Regions from separate parts of the Pan troglodytes genome. Here region 2 is linked to region 1. The links are chromatin contacts, called in public Hi-C maps. All regions are on one chromosome and are shown on one strand. Each heading gives the region's core, a stretch centred on a gene start, on an enhancer-like site or on the middle of the called end of the contact. The rest is flanking DNA. Distances are from core to core; before and after follow the strand shown. Region 1 has its middle 4.0 kb from the start of TMSB4X. Region 2 has its middle 82 kb from the start of EGFL6.

The links. Hi-C and Micro-C count contacts between places; a contact is called where the count stands out from the background.
Region 2: a contact with region 1 is called in a Hi-C map of stem cell-derived neural progenitor cells, with 7 times the contacts expected there. The contact joins two enhancer-like sites. A contact is called at or near these places in 3 of 7 Hi-C or Micro-C datasets (induced pluripotent stem cells and stem cell-derived neural progenitor cells) and 1 of 1 datasets of contacts at active chromatin or transcription factors (stem cell-derived excitatory neurons).

Annotation. Positions count from the first base shown.
Region 1 is chrX:13,545,609-13,551,399 of NHGRI_mPanTro3-v2.0_pri, forward strand. No RefSeq gene overlaps it. Among named protein-coding and RNA genes, the nearest start is that of TMSB4X, 4.0 kb to the right of the region's middle. Within about 2 kb of position 2,658, at least 7 of the 24 cell types and tissues checked have an H3K27ac peak or open chromatin away from gene starts, as enhancers often do. A contact at or near this core is called in stem cell-derived neural progenitor cells, where this site is marked.
Region 2 is chrX:14,061,884-14,067,674 of NHGRI_mPanTro3-v2.0_pri, forward strand. No RefSeq gene overlaps it. Among named protein-coding and RNA genes, the nearest start is that of EGFL6, 82 kb to the right of the region's middle. Within about 2 kb of position 2,943, at least 9 of the 24 cell types and tissues checked have an H3K27ac peak or open chromatin away from gene starts, as enhancers often do. A contact at or near this core is called in stem cell-derived neural progenitor cells, where this site is marked.

The DNA of each region.
Region 1 (5,791 bases), core at 1,408-3,907:
CTTCATTGGCCTTGGTACATGCAAGTCAATTCTGAGGCACAAGTAAGCTGAAAGTTGCAGCCATCCCTCAGACAGGAAAAAATAACCCGGCAGAAAGGAAGAGAACAGAACTGGTGTGTGCACCTCACAGAGGCCTAGAAAACGGTGGCAGCTGCTCCAAAACACCAGCTCCAAGGGCACCTAGGCTCAGATCGAAGCATTGCAGGTGGCAAAGAGGCTGGAGCATCTTGTGTACACACTCAGACTGATCCACCAGTGAAAGGAAGGGGTTAAAGAGGAGGAGCATGGAAAACTTACAGGAGAGCTGACAAACTTAGCTGCAAAGTCAGGATAAAACAGTCCAAGAACCCCAACAAGGAACTGCTGGAGGTGATGTTGGAGAGTTCCTCTCTCTCATAAAGATCAAAGATTTCTTGGGATTGTCTGCTGTGCACAAGCATGGCCCGGCCCTGGGTCAACAAGAATGTCCCTCAACTGGAGAGAAAATAGAGGGATGAAGAATTCCAATTCTGGCACTGGTGCCACCAGCTCTACTGGTGCCACCAGCTCTACTGGTGCCAGCAGTCTGAGAACCTTGGTCTGGTATCCGCACCTCCTCCCAGGTGCTTTGGGAATGGGTAAGGGAACTAAGATGCTGTGGCCCTTAAGCTCTGCCGGTCAAATCAACCTATGATGAAGCTCTATAGCATTGTTAAGAAGCCCATTGTTTTGTGCTTTAAAATTTGTTTTCCTCTAGTTTCCTAATAAAAAGTTTTTTTTTTCCTAAATTGCCACCACTTTCTCAACTCAAGAAGAACAGGGAGTTTCCACACCTGAGAAGTGTTAATGGGCATGATCTGAGAGGGCATTATAGGCAGAGGAAGAGGCACGTGTGAAAGGGCCCATTCCTGGGTCCAGGAAAAGACAGTAGCACTGGAGGCACTCAGAGAATGAGAATCTAAAAAGGGCAGGACTGGCTTCAGAATTTGGGGGACACAGTACAAAATAGAAATGTGGGGTAAGAATTTCAAAATGGCGGCAGCAGTACATTAAGCCAAGCACGAGGGACTTCTGAGCGTAAGGCCCAGTGCAGCTGCACAGCTGTGCACCTGTGAAGCCAGTCCTGGAGAGGCCAGATCGTCAGGGTCAGCCAAGGAAGTTGATCTTGGCCTACATGGGTTTTCCCCTCAGATTTGAGCCAGTGCTCCATTACCTACACTCCATTTTCCTCACCATAAAGCTATTAACCATCTTCTGCTGATGATCTGGGAACTATATTTTATATAAAGCTTTGGCACCCACAGAAAAAACACATTAAAATATACAAACACTTGTTACTTGCTAAGCATAATTCTGCTTCACAATGGAATCAAAGGTTTGTCATTTTTAACACAGAAAGCCATTGGGAGTGTGTAATGCCTCCCCTTTCAATATGCTATTGAACCTACTAATTTTTTTAGCCATTGTAATATGAATGACTTCTTAGAAAAATATTGTAGTAAGGCCGGGCTCACGCCTGTAATCCCAGCACTTTGGGAGGCTGAGGCGGGTAGATCACGAGGTCAGGAGATCAAGACCATCCTGGCCAACACGGTGAAACCCTGTCTCTACTAAATTACAAAAAATTAGCTGGGAGTGGTGGTGTGCACCTGTAACCCCAGCTACTCAGGAGGCTGAGGCAGGGGAATCGCTTGAACCTGGGAGGCGGGGGTTGCAGTAAGCCGAGATTGCACCACTGCACTCCAGCCTGGTGACAGAGCAAGACTCCGACTCAAAAAAAAAAAAAAAAAGAAAAAGAAAAAGAAAAATATTGAAGTAGTGAAAAGCTGAGGAAAACTACTAACGTTCAGGATACAAATTCTCTTTATTGCCAGTGCCTTGGCCATGCAGGAGGAGGAAAAAGAGCAGATTGAATTTCTGTAATGAAATAATTTGAAAATTGGGGCAGGGAAAATTTTAATGTATATGACATTATTACGATATCTATGTTTAAATGTCTTCATGATGTAGGCTGGGTGCGGTGGCTCACCCCTGTAATCCTAGCACTTTGGGAGGCCGAGGTGGAAGGATTGCTTGAGCCCAGGAACTTGAGACCAGCCTGGGCAACATAGAGAGAACCTGTTTCTTAAAAAAAAAAGAAAAAGAAAAAGAGAAGAAACATCTACATGATGAAAAAGCTAGACAGCTGATTGAGACAATATAACTTTACCCTTATCTGGCGTATGGAACAAAGCCTTTAAAAGGCCTTAGGATTCTAGAGAAGAGTAGTGTTTAAATGAGGCGGCTTCTGAGCCAGCCAGTCTGAGTTCAAATCCTGCCTTTGGCTTTCGTTGTGTTTTCTTGGGGAAGTTATTTAATCCCTCTAGAATTCTCTCATCTGCAAAATGAGGAAAATAACGGTGCCACTGTCATAGGATTGTGTGAGGATTCGGGAAATACTACATGGAAAGCTCCCCAGTATATGGAAAGCACTCAGAAAGCACTTGCTGTTATTACTGCTATGGTTACAGCCATGATTGTTACTATCATTATTCTACAACCTGGCCCCTGCCTGGTTCCCAGCGTTATTTCCTGTCACTTTCTCTCATTTTACGCAAGTGCCTGCCAAGCTCAGCTACTCATTGCCCCCTGCGTTAACTCGAAGATTCTCTGCTTCCGTATTGTTCCCTGGCTGTGTGGAGGCTGAGTAACCACTTGGAGGGGATGTTGTAGAGGAAAATTCAAGCCACAGAAGGGAAACTGGGTTGAATGAGATCCCCTTTTACATTTCTTTTGGCTCTAAAGTTTCCATCGGATCAATAAAGCAAACAGGACAATTAGCAGCACGGCACTCAGCACTGAGCACAGGCGAGGGTGTTCTTTCACTCCTCTTTGCTTTCCTGCCACCCCCTGCTCGCCTTCCTCTTTGCACCATGTGGGTCCGCTCTGGGTGGGAGTCCTGGAGAAAGATACTTCAACTAAAGATAAGGCAGAGATAGGCCTCGGTGGAAAGAATTGGTAGACAGACCTGGGCATTTGATTAAGAGCAAATTGCTTAAATTCTCGGAGCCTCAATTCTTTAGTAGTAAAATGGGGATATTAGTACTCACTCCATAGGGTAAGAATGGAATCAGATATTGTTTAAAAGGGCTTATAGCTGAGGTTACAAGATATAGCTAGTCTACTAAATATCCTTTCTCTTTTCATTTTCCTGTTATTCACAGGGGGGACTTAGGCGTGTCTTTAAGGGGTTTTAGATTCCAATCAGTGGAAGGAGGGCTCTGCTGTGAAGGAGACCAGATGGAGACTGCAGGGGCCACAGGGGAACGTGGGGTGCAGGCAGGTGGGGCAGATGGTAGGAGGCCCTGAAACTCAGACAAAGGGATCTGGGCTTGAGAAAGCAAGAGCTGGGAGCTCAGCTTTGTTCCTGTTCTTCCGTTCCTCCCTCCTCTTCCTTCTTCTCTTCTTCTGGCAAGTTTTTGGCACAAAATTAAATAGGTTCAAACTAATAGAACTCATTTTCATGAATTCAGACTTCTAGCCAACTTCTCCACAGTTAGAAATAGCCACGACTCTATCCCAGGCCCGCCCTGGAAAGCAAAATAAAACTGCGTCCCCTGTCACCTTTTCCGGGTTCCACCAGACACAGGGTTGGAGGGGAACCGCCCTTCAACGCAGGCAATGTTGGCACATTTTTCATTGGGCGCTGTGGCCCGTGAGATGAGGAAGGCAGGACAGGCGCAAAGTGGACTCTACTTATCTTTCACCAGAGAGCCCCAAGGCCAGAGTGCACCATACAACCCGGAGTCACCCAAGGCCTTTTTTTTTGGGGGGGGGGGGGTCTCACTGGGAACAATGTCTGCACCCATTGTAAGCAGTTCCTTTGCCCCTGTGTGCCTCTGTCTTTTTAATTGGGATCGAAAACTCCTACCTCAATGGTAGTTGTGCCCGGCACATACTAACAGACTTATAAATGTAGCTGCCTGGGGCAGGGATGATCCTGGAACATTCTGACATCTAGAACATTAAGACTAAATGGATTTAATTATCTGGGGAGAAGAAAGCAAGGCAATTAGAGTCACAGGTTCAACACCTGAGTTCAAGTACCTCCCTCATTTAAGAAAATCAATTCATGGAAGGCTGAGGCAGAGAATGGCTTGAATCCGGGAGGTGGAGGTTGCAGTGAGCCGAGATCACACCACTGCACTCCAGCCTGGGTGACAGAGCGAGACTGTCTCAAAAAAAGAAAAGAAAAGAAAATCAATTCAATGCAGTGGGAGAAGTGTTATTGAGCAATTACTATCCACCAGACGCTGTGGAAAGCACAACTGCCTAGCTCCTCACACTCTTCCTGGTGATTCTCGGGTACAGACTAAGAGGATGTGGGGAGGACTTTTATATGTTCTTGGCATATAGAACAGAGTGGCTACCAGCTGAGGTAACCCAATGATGGCTCTCTAAGCCTCAGTTTTCCCATCTGGAAACTTCTTATGGAAAGGCGGTGGGAAAGAAAGGAAAAAACAAATGTAAAACTTATGACTCTTAGAAAATATCAACCGACAGGAGTTGTCATGTTTTATTTGCTGTAAAACTATCAAAAGATCTTCTATCAACATTTTGTAAGTGAAAATAATAATATATATTCATATAAATTATATAGAAATAATATATAATAATATATAAATTTCTCTATAGGAGAAATAATATCAAGACACCTAAAATTTTTAATTAATTCTAAACACTAAGACAATTATTTTATTATTTTTCCTCAACCTTCCATCCTAAATCATACGAATAATAACAATAGAAAGAGCTTACTAATTGTCATGCACTGTCCGAAGCATTTAATCCTCCCAACAACCCTGTGAGGTCGGTGTTGCAATGAACCCATTTTACAGATGAGAAAACTCCAGCACAGAAAGATTCATTCACATGGCCAGAGTCATGCAACTTTTAAGAATATTCCTTTGGTTTGCATTTCCTTGTATCTGCACCACCCTTCCCTTTCCTGTCTCTCTAGGTCTCCTGACCGGTTGGCAGGTCAGTCCCAATCAGGGGAACTCTTTTCCTTTAAGCAGTCGTCTCTCTTTCTCTTCCTCTCTGTTTCCACCTGCCCTCCATCAGGGTCTCAGCACAGTGGAAGGCTGCTTGCTACCGCACTGGAAAACTTCTCCAGACATTTCCAAGTTTGCATTCGTCCATCTCCTTTGGAGAATTGCTTCAGTGAGGCCTAACCCTTTCTGAGGAAAGGCCCTTGGGAGAAGAAGCCAGGAGAAGGTAGTGGCACTCCTTTGTCATCAGGAGACATTGGCAGGAAAGAAATGATTTTCGACAGCCTCTGGGTGAGGGGAAATGGAATCACAGAACCTGCGGAAACGGTGTCGGTACAACGGCAGCTGCCAGCTAAACGGGCGAAAAGGCACCCTGCAAGATCTTTTCTGTGTTTCAACGATGAAGTGGACTCCCAACATGGAACAGGGGAGGGGGGACTGTTACCAGACAGGTGACATTTGGTGCATGCACGAACAGGTCCAGTGCCCCATTCGGAGGCCAGGAAGGCAGCCACCCAGCAGAGCATTAACTAGGGGACCAGACGGTCACCTGCCCCTGCTCACACCCACCTCCTTCCTCCCCAGGAAAAAGGAAGTCAAGTAGATGGAGAAACGGGGAAGTCCAAGCTGCTGGCAGTGGCATTCAAGGGTCTATATATAAGGTTGACTCTAATCCCCAGCGAGACAAAAGCCTGTGCCATAAAAATGATTAGCAAGGGGTTTCTAAAAACATTTCCCCAGGCCACGGAAAAGGAGAAGGAATATTTTGCACACTGCCTTGT
Region 2 (5,791 bases), core at 1,693-4,192, 520 kb after region 1:
CTTCATTGCGATCTTTATTTTTTTGCGTCACCTCCCTAGGTCCCATCCTCCTAGTGAAAGGCCCCCCGCCAACTCCCCCACCCCGCCAATCTATCCACATGGCCCCCAGCTCTTCCTTGACTGCACTTTCCCTCTGGGAATGCAGAGACAGCATCTTCCCCTCTCTATGTAAGTCAGGGAAATCCAAGCTCTCATACTCCACTCTCTCCTTAATTTCACACATTAACACAAGGCTGTATGTATGCTGTCTGCCTTACTGAAAGGTAGAAAAATGACAGCCTGGAAATAGCTTGTATGGGGATTCTGCATCAGGCTGTTCCCAGAGTTTAACAAAGTTATAAGGATAAAGTCACATCTTTACCACAGTACCTTCAGGAATGTGAGAGGCAGGTGGCATAGTCATTATGGGTGTGGCTCTGAAGCAGCTGGAATGCATGAATCTAAGTCTAATCCATCATTCCTATGTGACTTTGGGCAAATTGCTTCAACGCTCCATGCCTCAGTTTTCCCATCTGCGCATCAAGGACAATAACAGCACTTTGCTCATAGGGTGTTTACAATATATAAATGAGTATAGAGTGCTTAGCACAGGGCTTGGCATATGGCAAGCCCTTAATAAATGTTAAGAGTTGATATTGCAAACCAAGCTCCCTGCCTTGCTTCTCTCTTCAAGACAGAGTCCATTCTTCACATTTCCATTTTCAAGCCTTCTCCCTATGGACAATATTTGGACTTGTCTAGGTCCTTTCTCCACCATGGCCACCCTCAGGACACGATAATGCCTAGAAACCTTCAGTATGGAGGAGCCACAGTCTGGGCTACTCTGAAAACCCTCTGAAGCACCTGTCAGTGGCAGGAAGGAGACTCTGTTATTCTTCCTGCAGTGTCTCAGTTTCCTACGAGTAACTACTTCTTGGTGGACATGTATTGTTACATGCATGTGCACATGTGTGTACACACACACACTTGCAAAGGACAGTGATTCTCAGAAACTGGGGAGTCTCAATCCATGAAGGGACAATTGAATCTGCCTTGGTTCTCCTTCCCACAATGGAAACACCAACATATATTACTGCTGTATAGAAGGTGGGTTCTCTATTCACACCGTCCTGCTTCTAAGAAGAATATTGCTAGGGGCATCGTAGTACACAAGAAGCAAAGCCTATAATAGCACCACTTCAAACAGCAGGGCCATTTACCTTTAATTTCTACTTTTAGAAATGAAGTATACAAAGGCTTGGCACAAGATCAGAATCAGACACTATTCTTTACCTTGGACCAGAAAAAATTCTAAGGCAGGGTTACCACCCCCTTCTAGTTTCTGAAATTGAAAGGAAAAAGCATAGAGATGTATTTTCCCTTGTCCGCAGCAAAGAGCAGGGGTGGCTCTTCCAACTGTATTTGTTCAACACATGTTAATTGGGCACCTATAATATGTAAGTGGTGGACACTGAATGGAAATCCAAAAAACATAAATCTGGTCTTGTCTTTAAATAGACGGTAATCTAGTCAGAGGCAGGGGAATGCTTCAGAAGGACAGGCGGAGAAAAAGAGGTGGTGCCCTGATCACTACTTTACACCACCAAGTGCTTGGTCCTTGGTAGCAAAGTTTAAACTATGGTTTTAAAAAGAGTTGAAGTCTGGGGCAAGCCTAGTGTGTGTGTTAATCCATTCAGAGCCCAGAATTCATCTTAGCTATGATTTTCAAAAACCACCCATACTATGGGCTTTTCCTTTATATAGCTCTTCAGTCCACACATATCTGATAAAGTCTACAACTACATGCATGCATCCTAGATAGATCGTCTGTGCTGCCCCATAATTCCTACCAATCCCCCATTCTATTGTCAACTGCCAGCTAACATCTGAAGGGGTTTGGGGCAAGAGTTTTTAGGAAAACATTTTGAAGTAAGAGATTGAGTAGATGATTCTCACTTAGGACATCACCATCATCCTGGCACATTTGTCTTCTGTTAGCAGACGATGTCACTATAAGAAAGAGAATACCAGGCAGTCCAAGGAGGGAGAATGCTGACCACAAAGCATTTTTTTTTTTTTTTTTTTTGAGACGGAGTCTCGTTCTGTCACCCAGGCTGGAGTGCAATGGTGCGATCTCGGCTCACCGTAAGCTCCGCCTCCTGGGTTCACGCCATTCTCCTGCCCCAGCCTCCTGAGTAGCTGGGACTGCAGGCGTCTGCCACCGCACCTGGCTAATTTTTTGTATTTTTAGTAGAGACGGGGTTTCACCTTCAAAACATTTCTTACGTGGTGGCTCTCCAAATTAAAGAAAAGGTTTTAAATGAATGATGATGAATACATACCCTGCTCTGATTGGTAACTTTCACCATTAAACCTGCAAATTAAAAGGCATTTAAGCCAAAATTCATCCTCCCCACAACCTTGAGGGAATGAGTCACTGAAGCAATTCTCACGTTTCTCCAGGCAGAAAGACAGGAGACTTTCCAAAAAAGGTTGTAGTTTTCCTGTTTCCTTGGCTGCCTCCACACATAGCCCAGCCATGACCACATGTGGTGATGGGCAGGAACCTATTGCCTTATTTGGCAATCTTGAGCCCTCTTTGTAGGGCTATTGGGGGCAGGATGAAAAGTCCAGATCAAAACCACAATCGTGAAAAACAATGGAGAGTCAGATAAAGGAAGTAGGCATTTTATCTAGATTAAATATAAAATATTGACCCAAGAAGTAAATGTTTTCATATGCATTGCTTCTTAAAGGACTCGTAGGAAAATATTTAGAATCTGCCATTTTCCTGTAATAATTTCACTCATTTTCCTTCTAGCCATGATGCTGACTGCATTTCCCAGCTGCTGCTGAAACAGCTCTTCTGTTGGGGGAGATTATGTGGGCTAACATTCACCCACGATTCTCTAAACTGATGTTTCTCAAGTATCCTTCATTCTGACCCCAACATGTGCTGTGTGCATTCATTACTGCTGACAGCAGGATCAGTGTGGGTCCCAAACAAGGAGATTGCACAATGAGAAATGGAGGCTAAGGGCATGAATGTTCTGAATTTTATAGCTTCCTGTCTGCTTTCCCTTAGGGGAATATAATTGGGGGACTGGACCCAACACAAATCTCAACTACGCATTTAGGCCTCCACAAAGAAGCAAGACTTCTAGTCCTTTCTGGAGCATTGCAAGCTGTACAGAAAAAATACATTCCTCAGGGATTCTGCCGGCAACCACTCCTTTTATTCTGTGGTTCCCCAAAGATAAGGTCAGTCAGCTCAGAGAGAAAAGGAAAATGGAATGGGGAGAGACAAGGATCAACCAGTAACGGGTGTGTCATCTCAAACTGGAGTGTGTGTCCATTGTCAACCCCAAGAAACCCAGAAAAACAAAATCTTTTTCCCCAGGTGGTGAGAGTGTCAACTGCATATGAGAGGGAAGGGTGCCCTCTGCTGTCATCTGTGATTTTTGGTTTTTAATTTCAAAGGAAACGTTCCAGCTCCATGTAAATCAGACTTAAACATTTTTGCCAGGCACGATGGCTCAGGCCTGTAATCCCAGCACTTAGGCTGAGGCGGGCAAATCACAAGGTCGGGAGTTCAAGACCAGCCTGGCCAATATGGTGAAACCCCATCTTTACTAAAAATACAAAAATTAGCTGGGCATGGTTGTGGGCACCTGTAATCCCAGCTACTTGGGAGGCTGAGGAAGGAGAATCGCTTGAACCCGGGAGGCAGAGGTTGCAGTTAGCCAAGATTGTGCCGCTGTACTCCAGCCTGGGCGACAGAGCGAGACTCCATCTCCAAACAAACAAACAAAAAACAAAAAAGGAAACATTTTACACATTAAATAGGGAAGCCAAACTTGGGATTTTGACCGTCTTAACTAGGCTGGGTTCTGTGTCGGATGAGAGAGACTTGAGGGATAGCACAGGCAGCAGTCACAATTCCATTTCAGATGCCCTGCTGGGAGAAAATTGTGGTTTGGAAGAGGGCCTGTGAGCTTTATATATTCAGAACAATTTGCTTAGAAATAAAACGACTTCTTGGGAGCAGGGTTCTCCTTGGGTGGCAGCATACTTGGACAGCATCTCCATTTGTTTCCCTGTCCTTTCCCAGTAAACCAATTTGGGTTCATTATTAGATTCCTGAGTTTGTTTCTTTGGGAGAGAAAAATAAAATACAGTTCTCACTTAGGGAGATGGAAGGCAATGGCTTTGCATGAAGATACGAATTTAAAACAAATAAATACAAGTGCTCAACTCTGATGAAAGATGAGTTGTATGATTTAATGTGCTTTCCTAGGGACACGTAAATTAACTGAGATACAAAATAATGAATCTGCACATCTGCCTTAGAGTTCATCCAAATGCAATCTACAAGGCAAACTTAATCACGGTTATAATTAATACTTTGCAAATGGAAATGACTGGAAATGAAAGGCCACAAACAACATCGATATTAATGCTTCAGTATTTGTTCTCTCCCTAGTTTTTACTTTCAAAAGTGTTTTTATCATCTTCTACAAAAGTCATACCTTGTACTTTATAAGGCATTTTGTTATATAGCCTCTTTATAGCTGAATTCATCCCATTATCAAAGGGTCATAGTTGGATTACCTACCTACTTAGATGTTTCTAAACATTTCTGATTTCATTTTGCATTCTAGCAACCGGCTGACTCCACCCGAACTCGGGACTCATGACTCAACCAGTCCTTTGGCCCCCACCCAGAGGCAGGCTTAGCTCACAAGGACTATTTTCCACACCCCTATGATTTTATCATTAACTAATCAGCAGCACCCATTCCCCAGCCCTCTGCCCACCAAATTATTCATAAAAACGCTACCATCTGAATTCTTGGGGAGGCTGATTTAAATAATAACTCCAATCCTTCTGCTTCGCTAGCTCTGCATTAATTAAACACTTTCTCTGCTGAAAAAAAAAATCTGGTTTCAAACATCTATCACTTGAACCCTTTTGGATTTAAGTAACGGAACCCATCTTGACCAAGGGAGGATTTATCTGCCTATGTTAATCAACATTAAGGTCAGAAGTGCAGCTAGATCTCAGAGAGGACAGGAATCAAGAGGCTAAATTGCATCAAAGTTTTCTCCATCTTTCATCAGTGCTAATTTCATTCTCTTTTCTCTTCAGATTGGCTTTTCCTATGAGAAAGAAACCATGGCTGCTGGCCACTTTTGGGTTCATATTTCCCCACCTCCATCTTCCAAAAGAAAAAAGGATGCCTTCTCTTAAATCCTATGTTTTAAATCCCAAGGAAGGTTTCCGATTGCCTTTGCCTAGGTTATGAGTTCATATATGTGGCCAGGGTGGATGGGGTACTAAGATGGACAATTAGAAGAAAGTAGACCTGTATAGACAAAATAATAGAACTTTCTTTCATGGGGCTTTTCTTGTGTGTCAGGCACTGTGGTAAGCATTTTTTCATTTTTTGTACATAATTTCCTTTAATTCCCCAAACAATCCTACAAGAAAAGTGTTATTATTAGATTCTGGAATTGAGATTCAGAGTTTAGCAACTTGTCCAAATTTGCACAGCTGGCAAATTGCAGAACTAAACCCATCCCATTTGTCTGATGATGTATGTTGGTTTCTGCTATAGAAAAAATGATTTCTGGAGTTCTGGTCAAGATTACATGCAACCTATTTGTACGCAAATCCTGAATATAAAAATTCTGTTTTTGAATTGAGGACAAATAAGCTATGATCCATACTTTCTTCAGCATAAGGGCTGAGTTTTGTTCAGTTTTGTTTTCCTTTTAACATCTCATCTAATGCCTTGGACATAGTAGTTGCC